Linked DNA regions of Mus musculus: regions 1 and 2 are each linked to region 3. The links are chromatin contacts, called in public promoter capture Hi-C maps. All regions are on one chromosome and are shown on one strand. Each heading gives the region's core, a stretch centred on a gene start, on an enhancer-like site or on the middle of the called end of the contact. The rest is flanking DNA. Distances are from core to core; before and after follow the strand shown.

Region 1 (4,237 bases), core at 883-3,382, about 17 Mb before region 3:
ATAATGTGCCTTAAGCTGTAAGCAAATGAACTTTGCATTACATTAGAGAACCACCCTATATTTTCCTTTGGTGCCATTCTAAATTCCAGATCTGTCCTGCAGATTGTCAGGCACTTCAGCCCTTCCAGTCAGCTTTGTAAACAAAGGCTACGCCAAGCTTGATATGTGAATTTGATTAAATAAAACTTTAAATGGTCATCACTTATTAAAGCAGGAAACAATAAAAGGAAAATGCCTCCATACCATGTCTTTTTAAAAGGTATAAAGTTAACAGGCACAAAATAATAAAGTTTAGGTACAAAGTGCGGAGCCTTAGGTTTCAACCTCTGTTTTTAACCACACTATTATTCAAAATAGAGCTATGCTCTCCCACACAACCAAGAGGAGTCTGAGGGGAGCGGGAAAATTCTTTTTCACTGTAAATTTCCTAGTAATTCCAAGTTTCTTAATATGAAAATAGAAAGAATCTGTCGTGGCATCTATTACCAGCACTTTAAACTTGCTTTTCAAGCAGAACTCTAAGGGTTCTGTTGCTTTTGGCTTGTTAAAGGCAAAGCAACATTATCTCTGGATTGCCAATAGTTTCTCCTTATTTGGCTAACATTGAGAGATCCCAATCGGACTACTATAAAACTTTAACATGCACAAAGCATCCATTTTGAGAAAAGGTTGTGATTAGCTTTGGTTTTTTTTTTTTCTCTCCCCCTCCCCACCACCACCACCAAAAAATAAAAAAATAATAATAATAAAGTTTGGCAACTGTCTTTGAGGAGTACACAGTGTTTATTCCCATCTTCCCTAGCCCCGGTGTGCACTCCAGGAGCCAGGACTCAGGGATCTGTGACTGCGACCAACTTCGAGTACAGGAACCCATAGACTCCAGTTACGAGGTGGGCAAGCCCACTCGGGAAGACTTCCCTTATCAGATTCACTACCAATCCCCTCTCTTTCAGCCACTCCGGATTAGCTAATTACACCCCGTTTCCCCCTCCCCAGTGACCAAGAGTAATAAAGGAGAAAACAGGAAATCGTTCGCTCGGGGCACCCGGCTTTAAGGGTTCGGGCTTTAAGGGTTCGGGATCACTAATATCATCATCCTCATTTGTAATCAAGTCCTAAAAATGTACACCAACACCAATGCCCACCTCCAGGCCAGTGGGCTCCATCTGCCCCAAGAGTCCCTGTTAGTGGATTTTTTTTTTTCAACAACCCTCCCCGCCCCACGGTCTATCACTGACACCGGGCCTCGGCACAACCCATTACTCTCCGGCTCGGCTTGACCCAGACTACCAGACCCAGACACATGTCCACAAATGGCCCTGGAGGCCCCCAAGAGGACCACAGTCCATTCTGCCCCGCGCCCAGGAACATCGGCCGGGTCCCCCCCCAAACTGCACAGGCTGCGGGCGAGCGGCTCTGGAGGGGGGCCCGGAGCCCCGCGCCCCAGCCAGCCTCCCGCGACGGAGCCGCCCCCTCACCCGCAAGCAGGGAGTCTCCCGCCACCCCCCGGCCTCAGCCCCGGCCCCGGGCGCGAGCACCACAGCGGGCCCCGGGGTTCCGGGGTCCGGATGAGGGGACGCCGGGCACACAGACCTGGTGCAGGGCGGTGAGTCCGTCCACATTGGCGTAATTGATGTCGGCGCCGCGGTGCAGCAGCTTGAGGACCTCGTCCGTGTCGCCGCTGGAGCAGGCGGCGAGGAAGACGGCGCCATCGTCGAACTTCACCTTGGTCTTCTGGCGCTTCACCACGGGCGGCTCGAGGTCCGTCTCGGAGCCGATCCAGCGCTTCAGCTGCTCGTTCCGCTTCTGCTTCGCGTCCGCCATCTTCATCCCCTCTCCAGCCGCCGGCTCCTCTTATCGCGAGCTGGGGCGGGGGGGAAGGGGGCGGCGGCGGCGAGGGGACGCCGCCGGGGGGAGTATGCGACCGCGTCGGCGACAGAAAGAGAGAGAGAGAGAGAGAGAGGGGCCGGAGCGGAGCGGAGCCGCGAGCCGGGGAGGAGACGCTCGAGACTTCCAGTATCCCACAGAGCACTGGGGCGAGCCCGGCCGAGCGGGCCTCTCTTCCTACCACAGACGCCCTCCCGCCCCCGGCACGGCCGCCCGCCCGTCAGTCCGTCAGCCGCGGCCCGGCTGAGCGTAACTTCGCGAGATCGCGGCCGGGGAGGCGCCCTGCGGCCCAGTGCGCATGCGCGCTCCCGCCTCGGCCTGGGCCTCGGCTTCGGCCCGGCCCAGGAAGAGCTCGGGGGCCGAGCGCTGGCGGGGGCGCTACCGGAGGGAAGCGGGTGTGGCTCTGGCAGCCGGGGGCTGGGCCGCTCCTGGAAGGGAGGAGGCCGGGAAGGAAGGTTGTCTCGTCCGGCGGGACCGAGAGCTCTAGAGGCAGCCGGGTCGGGCGGCGAGGCGGGACCGGGCTGACCTGCCTGCCTCCTCCCGGGCTCGGCGGGCCGCGCGAGGCGTCTGCCCGGGGCGGAGGGTTTTCCTATTGGCTGCGTGATTTGAATGGAGAGGACACGGGTCGTGCATTAGGTGCTTGTGGGGGTTGCTCTTCCCGAGGAACTCGGGGGGAAACCCGGGCGATCCTGATGAGAGCGTTTTAAAAGTGGGGTCGGAGTCGTCTCCACGGCCCCGGTGGCATTGACCGAGGTGATCGCCTACTGGCAGGGGATGGTGACCTGCGGTTAATTGCAGTGGCTTCCTGCAAACACCCACTGCAGAAATGTCTTTCCTCTTAGGCTTGCTCAGTATTGTTGTTTTGTTTTTCCCCCGTCTTTAAGCCTGTTTTGATTTCTTCTTCCTCCATCGCTTTTCGGCCTGGGTGGCACTGCCCATGAGGGCTAGTTCAGCCTTGTTAACTGCTCCTGACCTTTTAAGGGATTTACGGTTTCAGCTCCATTGCTTTCTATGGAGTAAAGACCCGGCTGCGTCTAGAATTCAAAAGGAATGTGGACGAAGGCAGTTACTTCGACTGATATTTATCCAGTACATGTCTAAAAAGTCGTGACTTCCTAGGCTCTGAAAATACAGTAAATACGATTTATTTGAGCCCATTTCTTAAATTCTTGTGTTGCAAAGAACATCATAAGGAGATTTTAGCTTTGCCTTTTCTAAACACTCTCCCGTCCCATACACTTTAGATCTATAATGTCATAAAACCCTACCACTGGTCCTTTTTGGGAATCCTGTAGACTGTGAACCCCCCCACCCCCAAAGAAAATAGTTGCCTTGCCCCTAACCGCCTCCCAGTGCTGGGAATACAGCAGTGAAAAGTTATTTTCTTACTCTTCAGCATGTTGCCTTTCTGGTAGATTAGAATAACTGAGTAAAATATGCTGGGGGAACCACCTTATAGAACTGAATATTCTGAATTTCAATGTTAGGAATAGTAATAAAATCCAAGCTAAGATAAAACTACTTCCTTGAAACACAAAACGAGTGTGCCACACATGAAATACATCTATATCTTCATAAAATGTATTGAGGATCATACCACTAGACCTCTGCACAACAATGAGAACAGTGGTGTTTGGTACTGAATCATCATCATCATCTTCTTCTTCTTCTTCTTCTTCTTCTTCTTCTTCTTCTTCTTCTTCTTCTTCTTCTTCTTCCTCCTCCTCCTCCTCCTCCTCCTCCTCCTCCTCCTCCTCCTCCTCCTCCTCCTCCTCCTCCTCCTCCTCCTCCTCTTCTTCTTCTCTCTCTCTCTCTCTCTCTCTCTCTCTCTCTCTCTCTCTCTCTTTCTCTCTCTCTCTCTCTTTCTTTTCCAGATACGGTTTCTCCATGTAGATCTGGCTGTCCTGGAACCCACTTTGTAGACTTCAAACTCAGAAATTGGCCTGCCTCTGCCTCCCAAGTGCTGGGATTAAATCTGTGTGCTACCACCATGGAGCAGGGTCATGAATTTTCTTAACGTGAAACTATAAAATCCCTATGCACAGAATATGGCCCTCCCAATCAAAGAAAAGAATTGAGTATACTCTTACCAGCTCTCCTATCTACCTAGAGAAAACTGACTTTTCCTTGTTTTCTGAGAACATTCTGTCTATTTATTTGCTATTAAAAGTGCTCTTGAAATACACATTCATTGGAATTTCACATTTTCATTTGGGCAAGAGGACTGCAGTGGGAGATATGCCATTTCTAACTCAAGCACTTCTTTCAGGACATAAAAATAATACAAAAACAAGACAATAGTTCATTAACAAAACATAGTTAATTCCAATTCCCAAAAGCTATCAATTAA
Region 2 (4,606 bases), core at 880-3,379, about 15 Mb before region 3:
TACCAAACACCAGGCATGTTTTAGAATACTTGATATAAATGAACATGATAAAATGTCATGAAATGTAATGCTTTAGGGACATCATTGACTGAGAAGATGATCCAGGATGAGGCTATAAAAGATGGTGTCCACCGTGGCTCTCAAATCATTTTATACTATCCTTTCTATCATAGTGGACACTGGTATACCACTATGGAAAGTCTGGCTTTATAAGCCAAAGTGGCAATGGCTACACATCTGCATTGTTTTTCTAGTATCTGGTTATGTTGCCCATGCTGGCCTGGGACTGGGAATTGTCTGGACTCAGGTTCCTAAATGTTGGGCTTCCAGATCTACAACATCAAACATAGTCCCCCACCCCCAAATTAAGATGCACACATTAATACTGCGCTTAATTACGGTCCAATTATATTACATGTTCTTGAGAGGCTGCAATTCAAAACTCAGATCTCTTAATTCTCATTTCCTATTTTCGACATCTCTGCTCAACTAGCCTCTTTCAGTCATTTAACACTAAGTGGGGAGACTCCATGAAATACCATTACATGACTTGAAAAAAGTGCTAAGAAAAATCCTGATTCTTACAAATTTTTCCCTGTGTCGTCAGTAAAACATTCTTTACATTTAAAGTGAGGAATTTCTGAAGACGGAGGTGCTTACCTTCCTGTGTTCAGCTCTTCTGGCTGTGGCTGGTGACCACCTGGCGGTTCTTCAGAGGAAGTCTGCTCAGTGCTGCCCTCCTCTTCAGGCAAAGGCCGGTCAACCTGTTCTTCTGACAAAGCCAGGCCAGCCTTTCTTTGCTGTTTTCTGAGTCTTTCCTCTTCGGCCAGATAGAGGTGTTTCAGGTGCTCTGGGTAACGATCTGTGAACTGGGACTCCTGTGACGCTGGTGCCTCCTTCACCTTCCACAGCAATTTCTTGTAATTTTGCTGGATCTTCAGTTTTCTCCGAAATGCAAAACCTTGTCCTAACATTGAAGGATTTCAGTTACAATTACTTTAACAGAAAATGAAAACTAAATATTTTTTTCTTTTACTTTATATTCAAATGAGAGAATTACTTGGCTTTGCTTTAAAGATAAGGTTAGGCAACCATTTAATGGTACACTGAAGAGCAAGGTGGCCCTTTACCTAAATATAAGGGTAACAGCGAGTTGTCAGACATCACATTAAAAACTCTAAGTACAGTAAACTAAACTTTACTGCTCACCTTGAATTTAGACTCATATCCACAAATTACATTTTATTTAATCCACATACAATCTCACTTGGGTCTTCAGTAAACACTTAATAAATAAAGTAGAGTAGTCTAGTATTTTTCCCTTGGAGGATCTTACTAATCACTTATTTTCCAAAACACAACACAAAACAAAAGGGGGAGGTACTGTACAACTTTCTGAACACCTGTCGATTATTCTTAGATCGAACAAAAACCACTTAAGCATCTGACATGCAACGAGAGGCCTTCAAAGACAAGACATCGAATCGAATCTAAGGAAGGCAGCAGTATGAGACTGGAGGGCTACTGTGGTGTCTTTTGGTTATCAAAGCTTTGGGGCAGAGTATTTTAATGTAATATTGTATCTATATTACATACTTGCTGTAGTAGAGATGCAAGTATGTCTGGGTGCTTCTTAGCCAAGCGCACCTCTAGACGCCCCGTGTCTTCGCTTAGACCTGAGATCTGCGTTAAATCACTGAAGCTGACCGCACCGTCCGGTTCTCAGTCAAAGGACTGAGAAGCTCTCGGACTTGGCGAGCTTAGGAACGGCTTCCCCGATCTCAAGCCGGATCCCATCCTACTCCCTCGACTTCGGCGGGCCCGAGCGCTCCTCCACGGCTGTCCCTCCTTACCCTTGCGCACGCTCCCCCGGAAGGCTTGCTGGGGGTTCGGCCGCCAAGTCCTGCGCTTCCCATTCTGGTTTCCGAATCTGACCTGAGAGATCCCTTCCCCACGCGCCGCAAACCCTCCGGTCCGCCACTTGGAAGACGGCCGCGAAGGCGCCATCTTTTTCCACGGTGGGAGTTCCTGGAACGCCAGTGGACGCCGACCTAACACGTCACGAGGCGGAAGCAATCAATCGCCCAACCCGGCGCGTGCTCGGAGCTCGACTGCCTCAGCCTGAGCCGCTTCCGGCGGGGAAGAGAGGGGTCGCGCGGCCATGTTGGCGCCACCTGCAGCCCCGGAGGATGAGCGTCATGGCGGCGGCCTGCCCTCTGCCCAGGACCCCGGACCTGCCCACGCTGCACGACAAGTTACAGGGCTTGCTGAGCTTCCTCAGGGGCGCCCTGGCCATTTCCAGCGCGCACACGGTGGACTTCTACACCAAGTCGGTCTGGCAGGAGCTGGTCGACCTGCCCCCTGAGAGCGTGCTGGCGGCGCTGAGGGAGTCGGCGGTGGAGGCCGAGCCGCGCGAGGCAGAGACGGGATCAGGTGACTGGCGGGGCGGGCGGGGCGGGCGGGGCGGGGGCTGTCAGCGCGCCCCCTGGTGGAACTCGGCGGAAGTGGCAGGGACTTGAAGGATGCTGTTACCTAGGAGATGAATTGGAGGGAGCTGAATAGCGAGGATGGATGGAGACGGGCGGGGTCCCCTCTGGGTTCTAATCTGGGTGTTGGTCAAGTTCCACAACTTAAAGTAGTCAACCCGGGGAAGAGGCGTTCCTTCATTTATTGATTCAACAATTTAGTTTTGAAAACATCTAAAGGCTGTGTGATGATCAATACAAAGTAGAAGTGGACTTGGGGGACCAATAAGAGCCAGTTCCTACTCGGCACAAGGTATCGTGGATTAGGATGGTGATAGTGAAAGCTTTGAGTGCTCGCTAGTTAATTTGAAAACACACCTTTAATTCCCAGCACTTGGGAGGCGGAAGCGGAGGCAGGCAGATTTCTGAGTTCGAGGCCTGCCTGGTCTACACAGAGAAACCCAGTCTCGGGGAAAAAAAGAAGAAGAAGAAGAAGAAAACTGTATTTTCAATATCAGTTATGCACCCTGGTGTTTTCTAGGCTCTGGAGTTTGATACCCGCAAGAAACTTAGATTCTACCAACTTAGATTCTATTCTGGAAATAGAGGAACAGGAACAGTAGCAGCTACTGGAATTGCTTGTGCTTTGCTTCCAGGTGTTCCAGATGTTGTCAGCATTAGTGAACTTACTTAATCACTGAAGCAGCCTGTAAATGCAAAGTGCCCCGGGGGCGGAGGTAGGGGCCATGGAGGGGGGGGGGTTATAATGGTAGAACTTAAGACACATTGGTTCTTGGGCAATAGTTCCTGGTTGTTGGAAAGTTAGACACCCTTTCAGTTTGCTCCCATAGTATTCTGCGTTGATAACCTGGTACATAAACTTGTAGAAAGCAGGAACCGTATTTGCCTTAACCAGGATTCCAACGTGTGGGAAACTATTTGGCATACATTAAGTACTCTATAAAATATTTGTTGAAAAAAAGTGACTCTTGTTGGCTTTCAAAAAGAAAAAAAAAACGAAGAAAATACAAGAAAACAAAACTTTTAAGTGCAGAGCAAACCTTTGTTTAACTTTGTCTCTTCCTGATGGGCTATTACCTTATATATACTAATAGCTTGATTCATTGGTGCCTATTGTATGTTCTGCAGTTTGCTTTTGCTAAAAGTTTTTTTTTCCTGTTTCCTCTGTGTGTGTGTGTGTGTGTGTGTGCAAAAGTCTGAGTACCAATTCAGAGACTAGACTCTGGACGTGATAACTTTTTGAGTTTTATGAATTCCCAGCTGTTTTTTGAGCTGACTTATTGGAAGCAGTCCTTCGGATTTTGTCATCTAGTTCTGTGAAGAGACAGCATGGTGCGATGCAGGCAGACATGGCTGGAGAAGGAGCTAAATAAGGGCCTTACATCTTTTCTTTTTTCTTTAAGATTTTTTTTTTCTTTTCCTGATTACACTGTAGCTGTCTTCAGACACACCAGAAGAGGGCTTGGACCCCATTATAGATGCTTGTGAGTCACCATGTGGGGACTGGGAGTTGAACTCAGAACTTGTGGAAGAGCTCTTAACCGCTGAGCCATCTCTCCAGCACTGAGGGCCTACGTCTTGATCCTCAGGCTGCGTGACGAGACTCTGCCGTTAGGCCTCGGGTGAGCTGCTGAGACTCAGAGTCCACCCACGAGTGACACAACCTCCAGCAACCAAGTCCCAACTACTTCAACAGAGTCAAGTCTAGTAATGCCACTCCCTGTAGGCAAGCATTGGAAGACATGATCTGTGACGCCTTTCCTGTTCAATCTACCACAAGCTCTTTCTAAACTTGTGAGGAAATCCAGCAGTGGAAGAGGTTAAGCAAATTCTACATCCCAGGGGAGATCACAGACCTCAGCAATTGTACAAAACGATGCAAATTTAAGCATTCCTTCTAACTGGGATTTTGTTCTCATTTCTCTCATTTACAGCAGTTTAAGAATTAATTTTTTATAGTCTTTCTAGATGAATACAAGAAAATCCTATGTGTTAAGCATTGACCAGAGGATACGTTAGGTGATATGCACATGTATGTGATGTGATGTGTATGAACATGTATGTGATGTATATGCATGTATATGTGATATGTTGTATATGTATATGTATGTGATGTATAT
Region 3 (4,539 bases), core at 837-3,336:
AGCTGTCTTCAGACACTCCAGAAGAGGGAGTCAGATCTCGTTAAGGATGGTTGTGAGCCACCATGTGGTTGCTGGGATTTGAACTCTGGACCTTTGGAAGAGCAGTCAGGTGCTCTTACCCACTGAGCCATCTCACCAGCCCTGGAAGCTGTTTCTTAACCTCTATATGTACACGTGTGTGTGTGTGTGTGTGTGTGTGTGTGTACGTGTGTGTACGCACAAACACAATAATAATAAATAATACTTTGAGAAATGAGAGTTTTAATATTTTGCCTAGATAGTATTTTAAAAACGTATTTTAGAAATTTATTTTGTGTGTGTGTGGTAGGTGTATGTGAACCATGGCAGACACATAGAGATCAGACAATGACTTTTGGGATTCTATGGGCCTGGGGAATGCAGTTTGGCTTCGTAGACTTGGTACAGGCACCTTTCTCTGAGTTATCTCAATGCTCACATCCTTTTCCTATTTTGGTGCTGGGAATTGAACTCACTGCCCCTTGTATCACCAGGCTATGTCTCTAGCCCTGAGATGGTTTGAATGAGAAATGCCCCTGTAGTTAGTCCCTGGTACTAGGTCCCTTGGTAGAGCCCTTTGGGGGAGGTTTGTGGCATTGCTGGAAGCATTATGTACCTGGGGGCCTACTGGCATGTCTGCTGTTTGCTGTCATGCCTCCCCACCATGATGGACTCTTATCCCTCTGGAGGTGTAAGCCAAAATGATGTTTTATCATAGCAGCAGAAATATGGCTAATTTAAACCTCTTCAGTTTTTTATGAAAAATGTTTTATAAATTTCATCTTTAAAGGTTTTTTAAAAAATGGTGGTGGTGGTGGTGGTGGTGGTGGTGGTGGTCTGTGTGTGTGTGTGTGTGTGTGCATGAGTGCAGGTGCCTATAGAGGCCAGAAGATGGTGTCAGATCCCCTGGAGCTAGAATCAAGGTGGGTACTAGGAATCAAGTACCAGACCTCTGAAAGATGTTTTGTAAACATTTTTTTTTTTTTTACATCTTCTTGATGTTTCATAAACTCTAAAAGTATTTCTTCTATCCAGGACCAATTACATAATTTGAAGGACCTAGGGCAAAATGAATGAAAATGTCTTTTGTTTGTAAATGTTAAGAATTTTTAAAGGACACAGCAGAGCACTGACTGCAGAGGTAGACTTAGTATAACTACAATAGTCAATACAGGAGCCAGCTCTAGTGGTGTCTTGGGTTAGATAAAAAGGCTTAATAAAGATGAGATAAACGTCCCAGGAAAATGTTAAACGCAAGAATTACAACAGGTTTGATTGCTTCTAAACTCTCCCTCGTGGAACTTGGCCCCCGCTTGTTGACATCAGAGTGATGATGATCTTGTAAATGTCTGAAGTACACACAGTCCTGTCTTACACGCACACAGTTCATCGGTTACTTTCATGTCAGCGCATGCCTGTGCCTCCAGGAACGAAGCCTTGACTGACTGTTCTCAGGGGCCATGGACATTCTGTGAGGCAGAAGCAGTTTTATGTATTGTATGAGTTCTTCCTGTATATCCTTTCCACCAGAACTTGGTGGAAAATTTAGACATGCCTATGTCAAAAGTCAGTGTGATGGAATTTTTTTCTGAAAAGTCCGATGATGGCAGGAATTCCGATCAAAGATCTTGTAGTGATATCCTAGCTTCCATACCTGAATAACGTATCACTTAAGCATTCATGTCTTTAAAAGTTTATGCCCGCAATCACTTAAAGACATGTAAAAATTCCTGGCGCCAAGGAGAAAACACCGGAAGGTGAAGGGACAGAGTGAGTAGGTCACCTGCCCGTCCAAGGCCAAGACTACACTTTAAAAAAAAAAGGGGAGTGGGGGAGGAGGGCGCTTTGGATCTGCGCCTGCGCAGTAGGAATCCTCCTGCGCACTAGCAGGGCCGGAAGGGCTGGGGTTGGACGTGGGCGGGGATAGGGTTGCTAGGAGGACGCGATGACGTCCAGGTTCTGCGCTCCTCTCCGCAAATGAGAGGCGCGTGGCGCAGTGACGCTCTGCGTGCGTCACGGTGACGCCGCGCGAAGGGCACGGATCTTCGGGCCGGGAGGACATTCGGCCTCTGTGAGCCGCAACCTTGCCCAGCGAGCGGTTGGGTGTTCGCCATCTTAGGCAAGTGAGCGCGACCGGGCCTCGCCGCGGCGCGGAGCCTTGAGTCCCTTGTGGCCGCCGCCTTGGCCGTGGGCCCGGCCGGGCTTGGCGTCCCTGGGGAAGAAGCTGTGACCTCCTCAAGGGCGCAGAGCCGGGCATGTCTCGCGGGGCTCCGGTGACATTGCCCGGCGCCGGGTCTCTCTCACCTCCGCCCTCTGTCTCCCCCGCAGGAGGATGTTCTCGTCCGTAGCGCACCTGGCGCGGGCGAACCCCTTCAACGCGCCACACCTGCAGCTGGTGCACGATGGCCTGTCGGGTCCCCGCAGTCCCCCAGCTCCGCCCCGGCGTTCCCGCCACCTGGCCGCCGCCGCCGTGGAAGGTGAGGTCGCACCCTGCCCTGTGGGAGCGCTGGTTACATGCTGCCCCCCTGCTCTGCCTCCCGAGTCCTGGGCAGGAACTGGAGGTCGGGGAAGGACGCTTCAGCCCTGGACCCGAGGACCGGTCTCTCGCTGACCCTGGGATGGCAACTCTGACACCCTAGGCCGCTGTCGGATCCTTGGCCCTCCCTCAAGGGCGTGGAAGGGCCCAGGCCCAGCGCCACTCAGTGACCTCCGTGTCCCGAAGGGAGTAGAGGCAGAGAGGTGGTAACCAACTTCTTTATCTTCCCCCGTGAGCCCGCTTGGTCAGCCAAGTATACTGGGTAAAATCTCTTTTTAACCACTAGCCAGACACAGTTGCAACTCCATAACGTTTATTTGACTTGCCTTTTTAAAAATTACCTGGAAAACTCTCCTTTGATCTCCTTTCCCAAGTTTTATCTTTTCATTTAATTGTATATGAGGTAATGGGGTTGGGAATCTCTTCCTTTTGTGCTACTGGTTGGTGAAGGAGGTGACTTGCAGATTATATGAGGTGTGCATTCCTTTGAGTTTATGTTTTTGGGATTTGAGCTGGGTGACTCAATAACTGTATGTTTTAAATCCTAGTGGAACATAAGTACAAGAGAAACCCGAAAGCTGAATTATAGGCCTCAAGAGAAACGTTACCTACATTGTGTGTGTAAAACAGAAGTCCCCACCCACACCCCAGTCATTCATGTGCTTCATGCGTCTTAAACGTGATTAGAAAACTCCTTTTCACTATCTCCTATCGTTTTCCTCTGATTTCAAAAGCTAAAGCAAATCTTTGTATGTTTTTGACTGCAGGAACTAGGTATGACTTACTTAGTTCATAAGTGAGTAGTTGGTTAATAGCTGGAGCAAACGTTAAAGTTAGCAAGCTTTGCACATGTTAAGTGCTCTTTTTGATTTTGGGCTGTCCTTGGAGGGTGCTCTTAGTAACTGCCTTTAGTTGAAATTACCAATGCAGGAAGTTTTAGAAAATAGTATCTCACAGATACTAATAATTTTAGTGATCTGATTTGACAGTGACTTTCATGTCATTTACATTATATGAGAACTCATCTTTCTACCTAGTTGTGGCTGGTGGCTAAAGCTGCATACTAGTGATAGTACTATACCAAAAGGAAATAGTTTTTTTTTTTCCTTCCCCTCGACTTCCTTAGTCTCTGAAGAAATAATTGATCTTTTTTCTTCAATCAAACAGAGCAGTATAGCTGTGAATATGGATCTGGCAGATTCTTTCTCCTCTGTGGCCTCGGAGGAATTATTAGCTGTGGCACAACACATACAGCATTGGTTCCTCTAGATCTCATTAAATGCAGAATGCAGGTTTGTGTTGCATGCTGGACTAAAACGTTCTGTTGAAACGTGAGTTGTAAGATATAGACTGCTACTAACAAGCTGTGTGGAAACCTAATTGCCCAGGAGGTAAGTTGATGCACACTAATACGAGTCCATATTAAAATGCACGGTGTGTCTTGTCTTATTACAGAGTACAGTTGTGAATTTGGCTCCATGAAGTATTATGCACTGTGTGGCTTTGGTGGGGTCTTAAGTTGTGGGCTGACACACACTGCTGTTGTTCCCCTGGACTTAGTAAAGTGCCGCATGCAGGTTTGTATTGTTGGCATGAGTGGTTTTATTTATATTTTATTATTTGCTATGATAACATTTTGATTATGTAAGTTATATATGTTATGTGGGTGGGTAGGTGTGGAAATAAATAGACCACTTTTGGGAGTTCTTTACTTAAACCATAGGGAACCCAAGCATAGCACTCAGGTTGACAGGTTTGACAGGCAAGTGTCTGATACTGACCCGCTGTGTCTTGTGTATGTGATTTACCTTACTAATGCAAAGTTGTTTTAAACTAAAGTACAATTATATTACTTCTTATCCCTTTGCTCCCAACAACCCCTCCCATACCTCCACCTCCCACTCTCTCAAATCGATGGTCTCATTTCTTATTATTGTTACATAGGAATTATGCTGGAATCAAGGTCTTAGTATGTGTGCTAGGAG

What was found. Promoter capture Hi-C pulls out the DNA fragments that hold promoters and counts their contacts.
Region 1: a contact with region 3 is called in a promoter capture Hi-C map of pre-B cells. The contact joins the promoter of Ppp1r12a here to the promoter of Slc25a3 in region 3.
Region 2: a contact with region 3 is called in a promoter capture Hi-C map of pre-B cells. The contact joins the promoter of Mettl25 here to the promoter of Slc25a3 in region 3. A contact is called at or near these places in 1 of 39 promoter capture datasets (pre-B cells) and 1 of 484 Hi-C or Micro-C datasets (CD4 T cells).

Annotation. Positions count from the first base shown.
Region 1 is chr10:108,159,993-108,164,229 of GRCm38.p6, reverse strand. Ppp1r12a (protein phosphatase 1, regulatory subunit 12A) reads right to left here and starts at 2,132. Exons shown (of 25, transcript NM_001368736.1): 1 at 1,594-2,132. The coding sequence starts at 1,830. Gm40754 (a long non-coding RNA gene) reads left to right here and starts at 3,793. Exons shown (of 4, transcript XR_872014.2): 1 at 3,793-4,237.
Region 2 is chr10:105,838,903-105,843,508 of GRCm38.p6, reverse strand. Mettl25 (methyltransferase like 25) reads left to right here and starts at 2,129. Exons shown (of 12, transcript NM_207522.2): 1 at 2,129-2,433. The coding sequence starts at 2,190. Ccdc59 (coiled-coil domain containing 59) reads right to left here and starts at 2,030. Exons shown (of 4, transcript NM_025602.3): 1 at 1,854-2,030; 2 at 661-967. The coding sequence starts at 2,007.
Region 3 is chr10:91,121,514-91,126,052 of GRCm38.p6, reverse strand. Slc25a3 (solute carrier family 25 (mitochondrial carrier, phosphate carrier), member 3) reads left to right here and starts at 2,086. Exons shown (of 8, transcript NM_133668.4): 1 at 2,086-2,137; 2 at 2,347-2,495; 3 at 4,010-4,131. The coding sequence starts at 2,351.